Linked DNA regions of Rattus norvegicus: region 2 is linked to region 1. Evidence: chromatin contacts called from public Hi-C data. All regions are on one chromosome and are shown on one strand. The core of a region is the stretch at or near the end of the contact, and the rest is flanking DNA. Distances in the headings are between cores, read along the strand shown.

Region 1 (4,868 bases), core at 1,316-3,815:
GCGGGGAAGGTGACTCCACTCAGGCCTTCTGACTCCAAGTCCAGTGCTATTTCGAGGTAACACACAGGACCTGGAGTCAGGAGCCCTGGGTGGCTCTGTCACCCCCTGGCTGAGTGGTCGTGGACAAGCAGCTCACCCCTCACAGCCTCTTCCCCAACTGTAAAATGAGGCGGCGGGCTGCCCCGCCCATTCCCGCTCAGCTCGGAGCCTTCTAGGGGCGGCTGCAACGCTCCTGGTATCAATTACATATCCCAAGTTGGCCCGGCAAAGATCACCCGGAGATCTTCGGCCTGTCACGTGATTAAGTTAAAGGGGATGGGGGGAGCAAACGTCCCAAATTAACTTTCACTGCACTGTTTCTGCTGACAACTGATTACCCAATTTTCTTGGGTGAAGCAAGGAAACTACCTACTGAGTAGGATAGGCTGGTGGCTAAAAGGGCAAACAATTAGCGGTGAGACAAACACCAAAGCTAGAGTTAAAGAGGGTCCTATCCAGAGCGGACAACCTTGGTATGGGTGAAAGAGTCTCACTGGCTATTTTTGGGCCTGTTCTACTCGGTTCTTAAGTGTAAAGATACAGACACGACTCCAAGCAATCAAGATCTGGGGTGCAAGTCTTGTCCGGGACCCCCATATCCCTACCACCTCCTGTCCTGGTTCCACGCTGTCCACTCCCGGGGTGCTGAGGCTAAGGCCCGCCGTGGGCAGACACAAACACCGGGCGTGTGACCGTGCCCAGCGACGCTGCTGGGAGCTCCACTGCAGTTTCGTCAGAGGTAAAGGTACGCGCCTGGCGCGCGCGGCGTGTGCACACGCTCAGGGGACACACACACACACACACACACACACACACACACACACCCGCGCACAGCCCGCTCATGCTCATTAACAACCCCTCCCGACCTGAAGAAGCGCGACCACTCGCCACCAGCCCCTTGGGCCTCTGCTATGTATGAACCCACCCGAGCGCGCCAGCCACACACCACGCGGCCCCGCGGCTCCCGGACGCCACGGCGTTTGTATAGAGCTACGGACCGCCGTCTCCCGCGCGTGGCGGGCTTCCTCTCGGCGACACCCCGCCACGACGCCTGTCCTAGTCGCCAGCCTGAAGTCGCTACCAGGAGTCTTCCCGGAGCAGAACGTCTCGGCCGTGGCGTCCCCATTCCAAGTCGCGTCTCACTGCAAGGAGTCAGCTTGCAAGCCTCTCCCCGCCCACCCGGTCCCATGACAGCTGCTACCGCCCAAAGACTGGTAGATTCTAACCAGAAGCAAAGTTTCCCTCTCTCCTCCCACCTCCCGCCCCCCCTTCCCCTCCCTCCCAGTGTTATGCAAAACGGGCCGGCACAAACGCTTCCACACCAGGTACTCAGCCGGTCCCCGCGAGTCCCGCGGGTTTCCGCCTTGCAGCCCCTCTTCGTACCCAGGCGTGTCCCCTCATCCGGGGTCTCCTCCCAGGCTCTGTCGCATTCCCAGCCTCTCGGGGACACACAGCCAGGAGCCAGGAGTAAAAGCCCTAACTCGGGAGCCAAACTTTAGGCTTGCAACAGGCATGGGCTGGGGGAAACCGAGGAAGAGGTGGGGGCCCCCACGCCGCGTGCACACATTTCCCCGCAACTGCTTGTCCCAGCAGCAAACCCCCATTTTAGTCTCCAAGACCGCAGCTTCCTCGTCCTCCCTCCCATACACCAGGGCACACTCCTGTCATGCGCTTGTAGCCGGTGAGGCTCCCAGTCTCAGCCAGAGCCCGGGACGCCGCCTCACCTTCCCTTCCCCCTGCATCGTGGAGCGCGCGCCGGGGCCGCGCGCCGCAGGGGGACCCAGGCACCCCCGAGATAGTCCTTCCGCCCGGATCCTGCCTTGCTCTTTCCTAGCGGGTCTCCTCCGGATAGTGAGAGCTGGAAGACGCAATCTCCGCCCGCATGTCCACGTGCCCCGCCGACCCCTATCCCCCTAGCCAGCAACTGACAGGAAACTCTGCGCTGCCAGAGCAGGTGGGGGGCTACGGGGTACCCGATGCTGGAGAACGAGGGGACTCCAGGGCTATCGATCATCTCCCTTAGCCCCGCCACAAGTGCACGTGAAAGTACGGCAGCAAGTGCCGGGCGCCGAGGACGCGCCTACAAAACCCAGAGCCAGCCTTTAGGGATCCCCCGACCCTGGCTGGATTCTACCTGCCAGAGGAATCGTAGTACCCCTCAACTTTGCCGGTGGGGGACAGTAGACTCTAGGTGGCCCTAGCTGTATCCCCCAATGCTACAGCATGCGCCGGCGACCTGCAGCTTGCTACGACTGTAACGGAGCGCAGGGCAAGGCACGTGGAAGGGGGGGCTCTGCAGCCTGAACCCCCCGATCGCCCCGGTGCGCCCACCGCTGCACTCCTTCCTCTGCAGCTGCGGCTGCAGCCCCGCGGCTCTGCACCCTAGTCCCTGGCCTGCGTTCCCAGCTGGCAGTACCTGCGTGTCAGAGAGATAGTTGAGGAAGAAGGACGAGAGCTCTTCATCCAGCAGCGCGCCGCAGTCGTTCCCCGCCATCTTCCAGCCGCGGCTGCAGCGTGCGGCGGAGTCAGCGCCGAGCCCGCCCGGGGGAGGGAGCGAGCGAGCGAGCCAGCGAGCGAGGAGGAGGGAGGAGGCAGCCGGGCGGGCGGGTGGAGGGCGGAGCTCGGGCCCCCGGCTGCGGCAGGCGGGCTGGCTGCGGGGGCGGGGCCGCGAGAGCCTGGGGTCGCACCCCCGCTTTTCCTGCTCAGAGTCTGGCGCGGCGACCAGGTCTCGCAGCCCCCCGCAGGGAAAAAAAGCGCCGGCAGCCAGGTGGCGGTGCCCGGGCCAGCAGCCTGGTGCCTGCGCAGCAATGCGGGCACCCCCTCCTTACTGCTAGAGCGAATCACGTTGCGTTAGCGCTGGGCGGGCCCTTGCCAGACAACCTGCTTCTACACAGCTGGGGAAACTGAGGCTCCAGGAGGCTTAGAACCGCGTTTGAAGCCGCAGTACTCCGCAACAGCAAAAGAGATATCTTCGGAGGCCTAAGTTCTCTCTCTACCCAGACTGCAAGGCCAGAGAGGGAGGGAGACTCGCACAGGTCAAAGGCGGCGGAGAAATCAGAGAAGGCTTCTCAGAGAGGGTGGCATTCCTGTTTTCTTTGAAGCAACCCCCCCATTTCCTATTAAGCCTAACATCTCTCTCCCCCAGGCCCAGCCAATAACCCCCGTTGAAAAAAATTTTCAATCATGTCTTTTACTGTAGCCCAGTGTCTAGAATTGGCTAAGCTTCTGTCAGCCTCCAGGGCCCATTGGTCTTCTCCGCTTTCTTAGTGTGAGCCTTCTGAAAAGGAGCTGCCATGCCAATCAGCTATTCTCCAAAGAATGGCATCTTTAGGGCATCCTTACCCACCAACCTTGTGAGTGCCATTTGTTGCTCTCCTACCTCAAGCCTATGCTACCCTTCCCTTAGAAGTGTTTCAGCCGCCCTAGTACCTTCGATTCAATGAAGACTTGATCTGAGTCAGTCTGTCCTTGCTAGAGTCTAAGATGCATGAAACCCGGCTTAAACTTCGCTTTGGCTATTTCTCCAGCTTACCGGAGGCGGTTAATAAATAGTGTGTTAACTGAAAAGGCTGGAAGGTTTTGCCTCCCCGCCACTACCACCACCACTACACACATGAGGGAGCTGAAGGTCAGGAGTGCACACCAGGAGAGGCCTGAACCAGAGCCAGGAAGCAAGCCTTCTGACTCCAACCTTGAACTCTCATCACTTCCCTGCTTGCCAGGCAGGCATCTAGGTGTGTGCACGGGGCGGGGGTTGGGGGGTAGGTAGGGCGGGAGGTTGGGGGTGTACTGGAGCTGAATAAAGGCTGGAAGGCAGGAAGACTCAGACCTGTTTATTGGGCACACCTGCCTCCCGCCCTGCTCCCACAGGGTACTGACAAGGGCTGCCCCACCCTGCCAGGGCGAGCAGGCTCCTTCCAGCAAGAAGAGGAAACAGTCCCAGCACACCTGCTCAGACTTGAGCCTCACAGAAGCAGCTTCCTTCTTCTCCAGTCTGAGGTTCCCAGAACCGCAGGGTGTGATTTCACTCTTTGGGCTTCAGGCCAGCACGCTTTTAAGGAACAGTGCTGCCAACAGAGAGAATGTACAGCTAGCCTCCGAGGAGTCCTGGGTTCTGGTCCAGCCCACACTGGCTCTTGTTCCAGCACTGGGCAGCTCAGTAATGTGACTGCCTGGTTTTGAACCCCAGCAAGTCGCCCAGTCTCAGGCCTTCACTTTCACATCTGTAGAAATGTCGATAGTAAAATCACTTACTCACAATGAGGTTATGAAGATAAAGAGATAAAATATGTAAAGTGCTTGGCACAGGGCCTGACCTTAGGGGGAGTGCTAAGCTCCTGGAGGAGAAAATACCCTTGTAGGAGTAGAAAATACCTTCCCTCCAACACTTAAACAAACATTGTGCTCCATTCAGGTCTGAATCCTAATGCCAACTTAACTGCGTGCTACTATTACCTAAAAGAAGAGTCTGCTGGCGTGATGATGCAGGCTGTAATCCTAACACTTGAGACATGGAGGGAGGAGGGTTAGGAGGCCAAGGTCATCCTTGGCTATATAAGGAGCTATAGGGGCTGGAGAGATGGTTCAGTGGTTAGGAGCACTGACTGCTCTTCCAGAGGTCCTGAGTTCAAATCCCAGCAACCACATGGTGGCTCACAACCATCTGTAATGAGATCTGATGCCCTCTTCTGGTGTGTCTGAAGATAACTATAGTGTACTATATACATAAGGAGCTATAGGCCAGTCTGGATTACATGAGATGCTGTCAATAATTAATAATAAAATAATAATAATAATAATAATAATAATAATAATAATAATAATAAGGC
Region 2 (4,868 bases), core at 1,198-3,697, 52 kb after region 1:
CAGAATTCACATCATGATGTTTATTTTGATTGATTGTTCAGGGGAAACAAGAGGTGGTGGGTGGGGCACCTAGGGAGTGTGACCCTATGACATCTATGACACCAGTGGTGGTGGAGGGGGCTCTTAGGGTCTTAGTCTATTACAGACTATCCTGTCCTCTCTTGCCCCTGTCTGAGGGGCCCTGTCTTTCCCAGCAGCCTCCTTGGTACCTGTCACTCCTGTTGTCCCAAGCTGCTGCTTCCCGCCAATCCAGTTAGGGGTCACCTGATATCTTGCCACTGCAGTCCTTCATTCACACATACTGAGCACCTACTATGTGCTGGCTGGGCCGGCTAAATTGCAGGAGTACTCTGGTGAGTTCATACTTACTTTACAGTCAGAGTCACAGACTCTAATCACAAAACAACCCTTGCATGGATTTCAACAGCATCTGTAGACCAAACCTAGCCAGGGCCAGCTTCTCTGCAGACATCCTGCTCAGCTGAGACCTACAAGGTGGACAGAAGTCAGCCATCCAGAGCAAGGGGAAGGGATTTTGAAGGAGAGGGGAAAGCCTCAGAAGTCAACGAAGCTCATGTGCTTGGCAGTGACCATCAATGTTGTGGACAGGGCAGTGGGCAGGGCACAGTGACAGCTCTCCAGGCGAACACTTTAGGGTTTTGCTGCTGACATAGAATCCCTCTCCCTTCCATTTGAATTGGAATGCTTCTGGTTGGGGCCCAGTGCACACACCTGGAGCAGAACGGATATGAACCAGTGGCTTGACACTATCACTCACACTGAGGGTCCAACCAGGCAGCTTAACCGTCCTGTGTCACTTCACCTGTAAACTGGACAGGAATGTCCAATGTGACCTTCTAGGGCTGGTAGGGTCCAGCAGGATTAGCCATGTGCAGTCACGTGGAGTCATGAGCCCAGTGTCCACACTAGCAGATCTTGTGCTGCATTTAGGAGCCCAGGCCCCCTGACCTGGAGGCGCAGTCTCTCTGTGGCTAAATATGGAGCTAATACAAGGCCAGGAAGGGTCTTTGGGCCCCAGGACTCTTGTAGACAAAGCATAGGCAATGACTCAGTAGGAATACTATTCCCTGTGTCCATCATGAAAGTCTCAGGAGAGGGTTCATGTCTGTCAGCGACACAGGCAGGAGAGTAGAGGACAGCTAAGACCCAGGAAGGTTCCTTAGATGACAGATGTGTGCCGCCAGTTGACGTGGGCCCCCACCTCTCACCCTGCCTCCCGTTCCTAAGGCTGGACTCTCTTCTGTAGGATTCCAGCCATGCTCTCTGTAATGGGAGCCCCCCATTATGTGTTCTCTAGGCTGGACAGTCATGGGTTCTGCCTTCCCAGAAAAGTACCTTTGCTCCAGTGGGGAAAATGCCTTTGGGCTGATAAAGGCTTGCCGTGTCCAGTTATGGTAGGAATATTGCAAGGGGGTGAAGCTATTTTTTGCCACATGCTCTATCTCTCCAGCAGGCACAGTGACATTACTGGAGATCCAAATAGTCCCAGCCATAGAAGGTCACAGAGCTGAGGGCAAGTCTCGCTGTCCAAGAGCCATACTAAAGAAAGAATTGTTTTCATTGCCAGTTTGGAGTGGAGGGGACAGAGGGGGAGGCCCTCTCTCCCATCGTGCACCAAACCCATCCCACTGTCCACAAGACCTCTGTTGAACCAGTTCGCCCTTGTGCCCTAGTCTGGTGGCAAATGTTTATTTTTAGTCTATGATTCCTAAGAATGCGGGTGGGCCCTTGTGGAGCAGGGGGAGGGAGGAGGGAGGAGGAAGAGAAACTTGAGGGCCTGGAAGGCCAGGGAGGACATAGGCCAGTTCAAGGGCAGTTTTAGCCCTGAGGTAGCCTGCTGCAGAGACAAGGCCAAGTCATCTCCCTTTTCCGCCTACCCAGTGCTCTGGGGTGTAGCGACGCTCACATCCCTTCCTGTGTTCCCCTTTTTCTCTGAGGGCTTTGGAGACCCATGAGCTTTCTGTTTCTCTTGTAATTTGGTGTTCTCTTACCCAGTCACCGTAGGCACAGAGCAGGACTCAAAGACGCTCCTCCATCTGTAAAGAGATGGACCCTAGCTCCATGCCCTTGACGTGCCTGATACCATAATGGGACATTGAGAAATATTCGCAGCCAGAAGGGTGGGTCTCACCCCTTCTTCCTATAGGCACAAAGCTTGAGCAGTAGAACAAGTATGGGGAAGCAATTCAGAGTTAGAAACTCTTACAAAACTTTAACCATTGTCTCCAGTTCCTGCTTCTTTTCTGAGAAGTTCTCTGGAGCCCTTGGGGCCTTGTCTTGGCCTGGGTGATCCACAGGGGGATGCCTATCCTACTTTTCACCTTCTTATTCTCCTGACCTTCTCCCCAGCCTACCCAGGCCCCGTTCCACTGCCTGCAGGAGATCCTGCCGTGCTGACTCAAATCTTGGCTCCACCATACAACACCAGCCATGTGACTCCTGGCAAGATGCCCTGCCCCCAGCAAGAGATTGGGAAAGGTCTCTGGGGGGTGGTGCGGAGGGCTCACAGGAGAGTGTGTAAAGTGGCGCATAGTAGCTGCTTAATAAATGGTTGAGTTGGTGTGTGTGTGTGTGTGTATGTGTGTGTGTGTTTGAGTGTGTGTATATGTGTGTATGTGTGTATGTGTGTGAGTGTGTGTATATGTATGTATGTGTGTATGTGTGTATGTATGTGTGTGTATGTGTGTGTGAGTGTGTGTGTGCCTGTGTTTGTGTGTGTGTGTGTGTGTGTGTGTGTGCTGTTTAACCCATTCAATAATGTTTCCTCTTACTATATATCTGATCCTACTTCACCTGCCAGGCTTCTTTAATATTTTATAAATTACTTGCCTGTCCATTAACTCTTCTCTGCATGATGTCTTGATGAAGGTTTGGTCGTTGTACATGATCATTTCCATTACACAGACAAAGTTCTGCTCGGTCCAGAAGGGTGTATTCTCACCCTCACACCGACACAGCAATATTAGGGCCGTCCCAGCTGGTACTCACAATAACATGGCCTGTGAAATGTCATCCAATACAACCTTCGGTCCCTTGCTGGTAAAACGGGGGACTTGTGCTGTGGGGCATCTAAGGGAACGTGAAAGTCTACAATTTCACTGCTTTTGTTTTGTTGGGAGTTTTTCTTTGTCTATTTATTTTTTTGAGACACGGTCTCACCAGTTAACACTGGCTGGCCTTGTACACACAGAGATCCACCTGTCTCTGCTTTCTGATTAAAGGAGATTGATGGTGTACATCCCCAAGCCTGTCTGTCTGTCTGTCTATCTATCTATCTATCTATCTATCTATCTATCTATCTATCTATCTATCTATCTATCTATCAGCTTGCTTAAAGGATCCACTGCCTCTGCCTTCCAAGCACAGGAAGAATAGGTAACCACCATGCCCACCTAGCACTGTGGGGTGGGTGCCAGGAATCTGAACTCAATCCTGGTGCTTGCATGGTAAACTCTGCCCACTACCAGTCTTGTAGGCTGTTTTAAAGGGGTGTGTGTGAATGTGTGCCCAAGGAGGTCAGAAGAAGGTGATCCCCTACTTGGATCTGAGAGAGCAGTCACCGTTCTTATCGGCTGATGCATCTTTCCAGCCACTGTTTGTTTTGTTTTTTCATTTTTTTGAGAAATGATTTTACTCTGAGCCCAGGATATCCTTAACCTCAAGACCCTCCTGCCTCAAATACGGGGATTACAGAAGAGCCTCACCTAAGTTTTTAATGATAAGTAAAAGGGGGTTTCCTTCTCTCAGAAAAGAGACAAAGGATCTCTGGCAGGGAGATGGATGGCCCTCGTTCCCAGAAGATCCCCAGACCACCCCTTCATGTCCTAACTCTCTGGGACATTGATTTCTCCAACCAGAAGCTGATTTTAGCCAGGGGGAGATGGGTGTGTGCCCAGAACAGAATGGAGGGTTGCTGCCAGTGTGAACACCCCGTGGGAAAATTCTGCTGCAGTAGGAGAGACAGAGTGGGGTGGGTACAAAGTTAAAGGAGGATTAAAATGGGTGCAATCCCTTTCTATCTAGGTCACAAGGTATTAACTTGGGGACATAAAATGTATTACGTATAAAATGAGTTTCCCTACAAATTATCATCATCAGTACATTGCATTTCCAAGTATAATCCTTCAGACAACAATTATAAATTTCGGATCGACTGTTAATTTGTTGGGGTTATAAAAAGAAACAAACAGACGCGGCGGTAACACTTTTAGGTGTCTCTTATGCTTGCCTGTCTGAGAGAGCAGAAATCAGCCACACTTGACTGATTCAGTAAGGTCTCTGGCTCGGGGATACTCGGGGGTGGATAAGTGGATACCACACATCTTCAGAGACAGGGCTGAGACTGTGAAGGAAGAGCGCCCAAGCTCACTGAAGACACTTGTCTTTTGGAAATTATCTCATTATGATAAGTATATATTTGACTGGATAGTAATAGCCATTCATATTTTCCCTCTATATAATTTGCAGTGCTTCTTTATTCTAAGAACAGGAAGGAAAGGAGATAAATAAGTATTATTAAAACTATTATATATATATAAACTATTATATATATAATATTATATATATAATTATGTAATTATATATAATTATAATATTATATACATTAAAACTATTATATATATTATATATATATATAAAACGGCAGGATCTCATGCTGCCCAGGCTGGCCTCAAACTTGTCATATAATCTAGGATGACCTTGAACTTCTGATTCCCCTACCAGCAGCTTAGATTACTAGTATGTGAGGGCTTCATGCCTATGAGGCAAGAACTCACTACTAACTGAGCTATCTCCTCAGACCAAAAGCTGATTTTTGTTTCTTTGAGAGTGGGTCTTACTATGTATGT

What was found. A called contact is a pair of places that touch in the nucleus more often than the background predicts.
Region 2: a Hi-C map of liver shows a contact between it and region 1, with 1.5 times the contacts expected there. The contact joins the enhancer-like site here to the promoter of Ppargc1b in region 1. A contact is called at or near these places in 4 of 12 Hi-C or Micro-C datasets (hepatocytes, kidney, liver and 1 more).

What each region holds. Positions count from the first base shown.
Region 1 is chr18:57,128,901-57,133,768 of GRCr8, forward strand. Ppargc1b (PPARG coactivator 1 beta) reads right to left here and starts at 2,566. Exons shown (of 12, transcript NM_176075.3): 1 at 2,456-2,566. The coding sequence starts at 2,533. Mir3557 (microRNA 3557) reads left to right here; the gene lies at 1-112. It overlaps Mir378 (microRNA 378), which reads right to left and starts at 86; the gene lies at 22-86.
Region 2 is chr18:57,181,399-57,186,266 of GRCr8, forward strand. No RefSeq gene overlaps it. Among named protein-coding and RNA genes, the nearest start is that of Ppargc1b, 52 kb to the left of the region's middle. Within about 2 kb of position 2,448, at least 11 of the 93 cell types and tissues checked have an H3K27ac peak or open chromatin away from gene starts, as enhancers often do. A contact at or near this core is called in liver, where this site is marked.